Linked DNA regions of Mus musculus: region 2 is linked to region 1. Evidence: chromatin contacts called from public Hi-C data. All regions are on one chromosome and are shown on one strand. Each heading gives the region's core, a stretch centred on a gene start, on an enhancer-like site or on the middle of the called end of the contact. The rest is flanking DNA. Distances are from core to core; before and after follow the strand shown. Region 1 holds the start of Runx1t1 (RUNX1 translocation partner 1). Region 2 overlaps Runx1t1 (RUNX1 translocation partner 1).

Region 1 (5,275 bases), core at 1,418-3,917:
GTTCTACAAAACCCTAAATTAAACCTTCTTTTTCACCTCCCCACTCCCAGGATGCCATGCGTCTGGATAAGCTAAGCATCTGCACATCTGTGTCTAGTGATGCTAAAGTTTATAAAGGAGGTCTTAGATCTGAGAATTATTACGTCAAGTCTGAGACAAGGAACCACTTCTGACACTTGAACTACAAATAAATCAATTGGAAAGTTGATATGTAAATGTGTAGGCAATAAAAAGAGGAACAGTGACACCAGGTTATACAAACACAGTTTTCCTTTTAAACTTCTACCTAGACTGCTTTAGTAAAATTGCAAAGCTACCCCCACGATGGCTAAAAAGAAAGTCCATTAATATAAATATACATGAATGGATGAAAATATGCTAGAACATATTAAGAGGTAGCCCATCTGATAATAGATTTTTAAAAAAATACAGATGGGTGTCAAAAAATAGCCAAGTATCAGATCTGTTCAAGTATGGTCATCCTGGAACATGCTCACAGTCACAGCTGCTGCTAGTCTCTGCATCCAAGTACAAGATCTTCTAACACAGTGGGAGAAAGAGGGAGGAAGGGAGGGAGGGAGGGAGGGAGGGAGGGAGGGAGGGAGGGAGGGAGGGAGGGAGAGAGGGAGGGAGGGAGGGAAGGAGGGGTCCAGAGAATGAGAGAGAGAGAGAGAGAACTAGGGGAGGGGAGAGGGAGAAGGAAAGGAAGAGACATAGGGAGAGAGAGAGACAGAGAGAGAGACAATCAGAAAAACAGAGACTGACAGACAGACACACAGAGAGCTCAAACTTCAGAACACCACTACAGAACCAGTCAGGTATTAACAACTTAACACTAAAGCCAACTTCCAATGGCAAAGCCTTAAGTACAATTCAGTGCTTTGGAGCTTTCTTTAAAAGTCATGTGAGGAATCAGGAGAAGAGGTCCTAACTAGTACCCCTCCCCCTTTGTCACTGACAAGCAGATTTGGTTCTATTTTACCAAAATATCACAGACTCTGGTGGGTGCTGCCAGACCATGTAATACTCATCTATTAAGAGCATAAAAACAAAGAACCTATGAATTTTTATAAATTTCCATGAAACTGTGCTCCAATGGCCTTGTAAAACAACAACAACAACAACAACAACAACAAACAAACAAATAAAATACAAGCACTTCTTCACCAGTTCTATATTATATAATAAGGGCACATTTCTTCCTCAGTTACATATTGCATATAAATCAAGCTGAGAGCTTAAAGAGTTAAAATGACCTTTCTAAGACCTCAGTTATTATCTTTTTTGGTAATTGAATTTCCCCATATTTCAGCTTCTATGCATTGCTAGTCCCCTGAACAACAGCAACGGAAGTGCAATCCTGGGCAAACTTGTCCTTTCTGCACACATATCAATAACGAGGAGAGCAGACTCCAAGACGTATCCTAAAGGGAAAACACTCTTCAAACAACTGGCGATACCTACACACAACTGTGGTTTCAGAAAGCTGGCAGATAATGTTTCAAAACACCATCTGGGAGGTGTGCAAACTCTGACCAAGCACGGCCTCTTCTGCCTGCCCTACCCAAATAATCTGCATGCGCCAGCCAGCTGGAGGATCTCTGTGTGCCCTGCCTTTATCTGCTCTGCATTCGGCACAGGACAATTTAGAGAGTTCTGGAGAGCAGCAGAGACAGCCCTTCTCCTGCAGCAGGCTTCACAAACACAGTTTTCCCTGGCAGCAATCACAGAAACACTTCAGTTTCCAAAGATAATATTTTTCTGGAGAATTGTCATACACTAAATTTCCAGGGACACAGGAATGTCACTAATTCAGCATACTTCTTCTAAATGACCCGATTTCAATTACTTACATGATAACATCTAAGGACTATGATTTAGAGCGAGAAATTCCTTCTAGTGCCAAAGCTGCCTTCATTTTCTTTGACATAAACAGCTCTTCAAAGACGTTCTCCAAGAATTCTACCATAATCTAAAAACTCTCTCCACAGGCAAATAACCAGCAAAGAAGTACAGATGATAGTCCAGAGACCCAGAACAGAAAACACTTCTCAGTGGAGCTAATCCCCTGTGTAAACTGCTCAGGCAAACATCCACGGCTTCCTTCCCCTCAGTTTCAAAGGAGTATCTCCCCATATCCTACACCCCTAAATCCAGCTTTCTTTGTGTCACCTCCCAATCACACCTCTATCACCCCACAGCCTCTCCCTGCCCTCATCCAGTACAGCAGTCGTGGTGCAGTCGGCATTTTCCACGCGTTACAGAAAGTAAAGCTTCCTTCCTTGCAAGAAAAGAGGACTCACTCACCAGGCATCCCGGAATCCAGCGTGTAACACACTGAAAGCAACTCTGTGTTAAGAGGGAGCGCGATGCGGGCTCATGCCTCCTGTTCTGGAATGTGCGGGGCGGTGGAGAGGAGGGCCATCAGAGGGGCTGGGGCGGCATGGCCCGAGGCAGGGTGCTGGGCGCGTGCGCCTGCCAGGCAGAGACAGATGGAGAGCTGACACTCCGGATTGCACTTGGAGCAGAAATGTGCAGGATGACAGGAACACATGTGGCCTTGAACCCAGCCCTGTCTCTTCAGGCAGAACAATGACAGGGACGTGTGTACAAAGTATCACAACTCCTGTCTCCCTTTCTCCACTCTTCCTCCTGCCCCAGTTCCAGAGCACCAAAAAGCAGAAAGTGAAATGCAGAAAGATAAGCTAAATGCTGAATAATTCATTCACTATCACCACCCCTTCCCAGCTCCAAGTTAACCCTTATTTTGCCAAAAGATGGCAATGTTGACCTGACCCCAACTCACACTGAAAGCTGTCCTTCATCTTCTAATTTTAACAGGCATTACTGGGAAGTTTGGTTTAAAACAAACAAGGGCACAGACCACAAAGCTTTTTTTATTGATCTGGAAACCCCAAACAACCTAAAAACCTCTTGTAAGACCGGGCTGTGCCAGTTCATCGCCCAGCACAAAGTATGAGCAGAACACTTCCAGCTTCCCAGTAGCGTGGGTCAAACAGAACACTTTTTTTCTGAGGCAGAATCTAACCGTTTTTAGTTCACTACAGTGCTTTCAATCCACTGGGCTCCCAGGTTGATTTGCTCCAAACACTTTCAGCTTACTTTCCTCTACTTTACATAGAGATCCACAGGAGACAAAAACAAACTCTTCATTGTAATGCCTTTTCAAAAGCTAAACAATCATGCCTTTTTGGGAAGGGGTGCTGGGGGGGGGGGTGCAAGGGGGGCTGGGGGGGGAGACACCCTTAAATGTTTCTCCTGACTGTGAATAACACATACCCAGCCTGGTTCAATGGACTCTTCCCTATTAAGCTTTAATGGACACCATGATATATAAAACTGGGAGCCTTTGTTACAGTGCTTTATCTAAAGCTGCCTATTTCCTTCCCAGCAGTGTGTCTTCAGTCCTTTGTAAAACATCCTTGCCTCATAGGAGAAACACAAGCCTGCCTGCCTGCCTGCCTTGCCCGCCTGTTTCTAAACACACAAAGATGCCAGGCAGAAGGAAAACATTATTCTCTTCTAAAACTCTTCTTCACAATTTAACACTTGGGAACTCTTCTCTGGGTCTGTGTTTGATTGTTTGTTTTAACAACAGGGCTCACATGGTGGTCAAGCCCTTGGGCTCTCTACCTTTCCAGTGTACAGCCAATCCACTAGACACACACAATTCTACTAAACAATTCTACTCAGGACTGACCAGCCAGCCAGCTCAGTGACCATGAAGAGGGACCGGCCCCTTTAACTCTTGCTATTCTGGCAGTGGTCCATGTGTCCTTTGCTTATTCGACATTTTCCATAAGCTTTCATCAGGTTGATTTTTCTCCCCTCCTTGCTGCCTTCAAGAACTACTAACAGACCCCATCTGAAAACAGGCAGTGATTTTGACCTCTACCCACTGCCTCCCTGTCCCTTCGCCTGAGAGGGCTTCAGAGCACATGCACACAACACACACCTTGCACAAACGAAAAATATATCATCTTTGATAAACAGCATCGATCAGTAAGAACTTCTACAGCCCCTGAACGCTGAACCTGAGAAGGGCTGCTTCAGCCAGTGAACCCCTCAAAAATCCATCTCTGTCAGAGACAACTTGTAAAAAGACGACAATTCATAGTGATTACTCTGTTCTGTCAAGAATAGTATACTACACTCTATTTATGAGGGCAATCTTTTTGTTCATCTTAGTTGGGTGTCACTTGTAATGAGGTTCTGTGTAATGGATTTCAGTTCTGTTAAGCAGCAAGCTCAAACATTCTTGTGACAGAAATTGTTATAGCATGCATGAGTGTGATCACCAATTAAGTGCTGGCATAAGGGCCTTTATGGAATCCAGAATCCTAAATCTGAAGACTTCCATTTTTTTAAGGAGTAGTTTTGAAAAGCCATTCAATGCTACACACCAATTTTTTTTTTCTTTAATACTATACCTATGGAAGAAAGAAAACATTTTCACAGTGGGGCACCCAACCTTTCATCAATATGCACGGTGAATCACTTCTAAAATAGAAAGTCATATGACAAAATGCAATACACGTCAAGAAAACTGGATGATATCTGGTTTCAAAACTGGGTCTTAATATCGGTACACTCCAAGGCCTGAAACTACAGCTCAGAAAATTGAACTTCCATATGCTGTGTGATTATGTATCTTTTCTATGTGTAAAAAGGCTTTTTAAGCTGTTATCTGACTACAGTAATTGCCACTTTAAATTGATCCACGTCAACAAAACCTGGATCCCCGGAGATTCTCACCTTCAAGTCTGATTGCAAAAAGGGCCTGGCTGAGCATGCATCTGAGGCTGGTTCAGCGTTTTCTCAAGGAGTCTGTCCCTTGCTTTCACCTAGAGACAGGCAAAGCTGCAGCCCCATTTGGCATCTCTCCCTGAACTGGGAAACCTGGACATGTATAGATACAGTTACTTAGGCAGAAATAACTTTCCCTTTAATAAAATGAGTACAAAGAGCCAAGATCTCTAACATCCAAACTGTATAATAAAAATAGACAATCAATAGCATGATTAATGCAGTTACATAGGCAAACAACGAGAAACGGAGTGTGTACTAGGAAAGTTTGCTCCAGTACAGAGCCCTGCCCTGTGTCCCCATCAATACAGACTTTATAAAATTAAAATACATTCAGAACAACCCAGAACACTTTAATGACCACTGAAGTGCTTTTTCTAAAAAGGTGCAGCAATACCTGACTTTTAACTTAGTGGAAAGTCTACTTTTTAAAGGGCAGTTTTAGAAA
Region 2 (5,275 bases), core at 1,596-4,095, 70 kb before region 1:
GATTAAAGAATCCAGGGATGATGGCTTTTTGGCCAAGTTTAAGTGTGAAACCAAGCATCTCATGGAGTTTTCTACTCTTTGTTTTCAAGAATGAATTATTTATAGTGTGTGTGTGTGTAGAAATAAAAATATACTTTAAAAATCTTTAAGTAGCACCAGCATTTCTATACATCAACACATCTTTGACTCATTTGTGTCACAGCAGGATAGCTTATGGCTTTTCTTTCATTTTACCTTATTTCAATGACATCAACAGCAACATGTAACAGTGAAAGAATCCACCCAGTTCTCAAATGGATAGATTTATTACCTATCTCCAGTCTTAGATGAGCTGTTACTTCAGTGGCCCATTCCCAACTTCTGCAACACGGGCACAGCTAGGTCTTGAGTTTGTCCTCTCTCTTAAAGGTCCCTGCTTTCTACACTGAGTCCTCTCACTCTGAGGCTTGGTGACAGCACCCCTCCTTAGGGGTATAGTTCACATCAGACCACTGGAATAGACCTAAGAAGCTAAGAAGCCGAGCTCTCTAGCTCTAAGTCCCACCCTATCCACGGGACATGTGTCCAGAGTAGGAACTAAAACAACTTAACTGCCATTTGTCTCTGTGTCTTAGAAATGCCTGTAGCCATCTATACCTCATTTGCTTAGGTAAATTCCATATTTGCATTTTTATTTGTTGCCCTTTTCAAAGTGTATTAGGCAAAATTAAATACCCTGTCACTGTCCCCAAACAGCCTTCCCCATGAAATCAGACAAATCTACAGAGAAGTCACCACAGCATGTCGCAGGGCTATGTGGAAGATGGTTTTTAATGTTTAAAGTCTACCTCTGGATGCTATGTCCCCAACCAGAAGCTATCATCTGAACGGACGCTCGTCATTCAACACTTGGTCCAAACCACTCACAAGGTCTAACCTAAGCCCAGCGGAGATGCAGCTTGGCCTTGGGTTCCTTACCTCTAGCCTCAGGTACCTGCTCATTAAGGTGGGAAAGTCACATAAAAATATTAGAGGAACAACTCAAAAAGCTAAATACACTCTTTACCACACTGAGGCGATTTTGTTTCTAGTTTCTTAGTCATAAAGATTATCAATCAACACAGGGGAAAAAAATTAAAGTCTACATGAGAAACTAGAGAGACAGCCTGGTGATTAAGAGCATAGACTGTTCTTGCAGAAGATGCAAGTTTTGATGACTGGCAATTACGGTTTGCAATTACATATAGCAGCAGATCTGATGTCTCTGGCACATGGCCCGTGACAGACCCATACACATAATTAAAAAACAATAATAAAATAAATATTTCTTAAAGTTCTACAAGAAATTTGTATCAACCTATGACAGTGTGCACTGATAATCACTCTGTAAAATACAACAAACTACATCATTCAAAAAGATGGAAAACAAATAGAATAAGCCATCAAGAAAGAGAAGGAGGTGACCAAGAGAGCCAAGACCAACCTCCTGAATGATGTGAGTGGGTCTGAGCTCTTCTTTTTTTCTAGATGTATCTTTTATATTGAGAAAATCTCCTATAAAATGTTTCTGGGGATAGGCAATACTTCATTGTCTAAGAAACCTTAGAATGGGGAAGACTCGCCCTGGTGTGGTAGTATACGTCTATAATCCTTGGAAGCTGACATAGGAAGACTGCCAGTTCAAAACCAACTTAGACTACAGAGAAAGACCCTGTCTCAAAAACAAACAAATAAACAAACAAAAAATGATGCAGCTAAAATTCTAATCTTGGTCCCATCAAAAATGGATTCTTAACTTCAGAAAATGCCTTAAATGCTCATTCACTTGAGCCCAACAGGCATTTCAAACAGGGTGGACTCAGTCTGCCCTCTCTCCGTCTCTTGCTCCTTTCACCATCTCCTATGCTGTCTCCAGAATGTCGTCTTCTGCAGAACTAAATTTTGTTGGTGGTCCATCCTCTCTTATTCAGAGCACTTTGCTTCATCGTGTCTTTCCACTATCCCACTAAGCCAGCATCTGAGCACAAAGATGTTCTCTCAACTTGCTTGCTGTTAGTCTCCACAACCATATTCAATGCTGGACTGTGGCCCTGAGCAAAAGATGGGCAGGAAGGAGACATTGATCTGAAATCCCTTCTGTCAAGCACAAAGACTTAAATTATTTTCTTCTTAAACTTCAGGTATGTACATATCAACTTTAGGAGAAAAAGTTTCTATTAAAGAAAAGACTAAGAACGTTAGAACCAACATCACACATGTGTTCCCTCTTCTGAAATGTACTGTTTGTTGAGCTCTCATGGCATGACTGAACCTTGATTCAAAGGGGGAAAAGCATCATTTTCAAACATAATTGTACAAGAAGTCCTTTCATAAACTATTCAGAAATGGATGACTTTAAATAAGAATTTTACATCATAATTTTTTCTTGATGTGTATCTGAAACAAACAAACAAATTCTAAATCTTGCTGTCTGCTTAAAAAAAAAAAAAAAAAAAAAAAAAAAAGCTAATTCTCCATGAAAGTCTGAGGTGACTTCTGTGTTTTCCTACCAGTCTTCAGGAAAAGGAATGTGTGGACAGTGAGGGACAGAGAAACAGATATTGGAATGCCACAGGACTGTCACTACTGGGCCAGATGGAGAAAAACACCTTTAATCTCTCTATTGCTACAACTACCCAAGAGAGACACATTCTGGCAACATGCACAACTGTCTTCAGAAAGATATGAGAGGCAGGTGGTTGTCTGCTACTCCAGACACACGAAAGACGCCTGGCCCTTCAAGGATTATAACATACAGGTTCAGAGAGCCACCTGAGCATCCTTCCCCCCAACTGGGAGGAAGGAATTCTTCCTTCATATGCCTCCTAACCCTGACCATCTGTTCAACAGTTAGAGTGTCACTGGCTGTCCCCTGTGCATCGTCTAATCTCTGCCACTACAGAAATAGTCCATGTTTTCTCTTACTGTCTTCATGTTCCAACTTGTCATCAGCGTATTCTAGTCAGAGCCCACCAGTTTCTCCTGGTCCTGCAGCCAATCTCCACATTTGGTTCCTGGGTTACTCTTTAATGGAAATTCAAAGATGAGACTTGGTCTCTCTTTTCTCTTTCATTAAAGTAGATTCTTTTCTCATGCAATATATCGTGATTACAGTTTCCCCTCCCTCTAATCCTCCAGGTGTCCTATTCTCTCCCTCCCCCTGTCTTTCATTACAAAAGAATAGGCTCTTCAAGTAGTTGTAAGGCTAGGTGCTTCCTCTCCCACTGAGGCCAGACAAGGCAGCCCAGCTAGAAAAAGAATATAATCTCACTTACAGGCAAGAGCTTTAAGAGCCCCCATTCCAGGTGTTTGGGACCCATAGGAAGACCAACTTGCACATCTGCTACTTATGTGTGGGGAGGCCTAGGTCCAGTCCATGTATGCTCTTTGGATGGTGGTTCAGCCTCTGAGAGCCCCAAAGGTCCAGGTGAGTTGCCTCTGTTGTTCTTCCTGTGGAATCATTAAACCCTTAGGGGGCTTCAATCCTTCCTCTTATTCTTTCATAAGAGTCCCCAAGCTCCAGAGACTTGAATTGCCAGGATACTGGATAGCAGGGATTGGGGGCGGGGGCGCACTTAGAAGAGGGGGGGTGGGGAAGGATTGTGGAAGGGGGTAACCAGGGGCAGTGAGTGGGATGTAAAGTGAATAGGTAAAAAAATTAAAATTAAATTAAAAAGAAAATAACAGAGATAATAACAAAGCCTAACAAAATAAAATATAGAAAGATTAAAAACAAAAACAAAACACACACACACACACACACACACACACACACACACACACACCAATCACACTGAAAATTGGACAAGGCAAACCCAACAGAAGGAAAAGAACCCTAAAGGAGGCACAAGAATCAGAGACCCACTTACTCACACACTGAGGAATCCTGTAAAAATACCAAACTGAAAACTATGACATACATGCAAAGGATGTGGTGAAGGCCCTTGCAGGCTCCGTGCTTGCTGACACCCATTCTGTCTCTTTGAGCTAAAGAGCTTTGCCCAGTTGATTCACAGCACCACGTTCTCCTGGTGTCCTCCATCCTCTCTGGTTCTTACACATGTTCTACATACTCTTCCCTGGGTTCCCTGAGCATTGAGACTGGGGGAAGGGGAGGGCAGGGGATTTGATAGAGTCATCCCATTTAGAACTGAGTGCTCCATAGTCTCTTACTCTCTGTGTATTGTCTGGCTGTGGTTCTCTATAGTTGTTCCCATTTGCTGCAGCCTTGATCTTAACAGAAGGTTACTCCCTGATATTATGGGTAAAATTAAATTGTGTGTGTGTGTGTGTGTGCGCGCACACACACATGCATGCATGCATGAACATCCCCATGGGTGCACTGGTATGTCTGTGTTTGATGGAGATTGAACTGGGGAATTGCTCACATGGGCAAAATGCTCTATCATCTGCAACTAAGCTATACACCAAGCTTAATGTGGAACACTGTGCTACTGTGACGTCCAGGCAGGCCTGAAACTTGAGATCCTCTTGTCTTAGCTGAGTGATGAAACTATAGTTAGGTACCATTATTCCTAGCCTAGGAGTAAATTCTTATTAAATTCCTTACTAAGTTAAAAGTTATACAACTGAAGCTCTGAGATTCTCCACTCACACAGAATCTGTGGACCAAAAGGGTCCAGAGAAGCAGATTAATTACTAAGAGATGTCAATGAGAAAAGGCATTTCTCCAGAACGGACTCAAAAGAGCAGGGGCGTTTGAGTCACAAAGAATTGGCTCGAGCATTTATCTCTGCCATTTCTAGCCATATGAACACAGAAGCCATAACGTTTTAAGAAATTCAGTGTTTCCATTTGCAAAACAAAGACTGATTATCTTAGACCTGCTGAGAGAACTAGAGGGCAGAAGGAGGAAAACTCATCTGGCGTCCAACAAATTCATTAGGGCACTTAGTTCGCCAGTCATGGAACTAGGGGCCAGGATTAGAAAATCACAGCTTTACAAACATAGCTGTTGAAGTCAGAGAACCCAGGGTTAGGATCCCCTCTTGGAAGCCATGTGAGCTCAGCCATAGTATCTAACCTTCCTAAATCCATACATAACCCTGTAGGTTAGTACAGAGCCTAGCACATGTTAAGACCTCAGTAAACAGTGGCCATTGTCATGCACGTAATAGATACTGAGTCAGGCTGGGAAGCCTGTGTAGAGTCATGATACATAAGGTGTAGGAAAGAGGGCAGACACCATAAATGGCAATAATACGGTAGGCATGGGGGAATATTTGGAACAGCTGGA

The links. A called contact is a pair of places that touch in the nucleus more often than the background predicts.
Region 2: a contact with region 1 is called in a Hi-C map of cerebellar granule neurons, with 2.7 times the contacts expected there. The contact joins the enhancer-like site here to the promoter of Runx1t1 in region 1. A contact is called at or near these places in 15 of 484 Hi-C or Micro-C datasets (the 3T3-L1 cell line, the HPC-7 cell line, brain and 7 more), 1 of 115 datasets of contacts at active chromatin or transcription factors (craniofacial prominence) and 2 of 9 other capture datasets (adipose tissue and pancreatic islet).

Annotation. Positions count from the first base shown.
Region 1 is chr4:13,782,174-13,787,448 of GRCm38.p6, reverse strand. It overlaps Runx1t1 (RUNX1 translocation partner 1), which reads right to left and starts at 2,667. Exons shown (of 11, transcript NM_009822.3): 1 at 2,308-2,667. The coding sequence starts at 2,314.
Region 2 is chr4:13,851,986-13,857,260 of GRCm38.p6, reverse strand. The region is part of intron 5 of Runx1t1 (RUNX1 translocation partner 1); the gene reads right to left. Among named protein-coding and RNA genes, the nearest start is that of Runx1t1, 70 kb to the right of the region's middle. Within about 2 kb of position 2,845, at least 5 of the 459 cell types and tissues checked have an H3K27ac peak or open chromatin away from gene starts, as enhancers often do. A contact at or near this core is called in cerebellar granule neurons and embryonic fibroblasts, where this site is marked.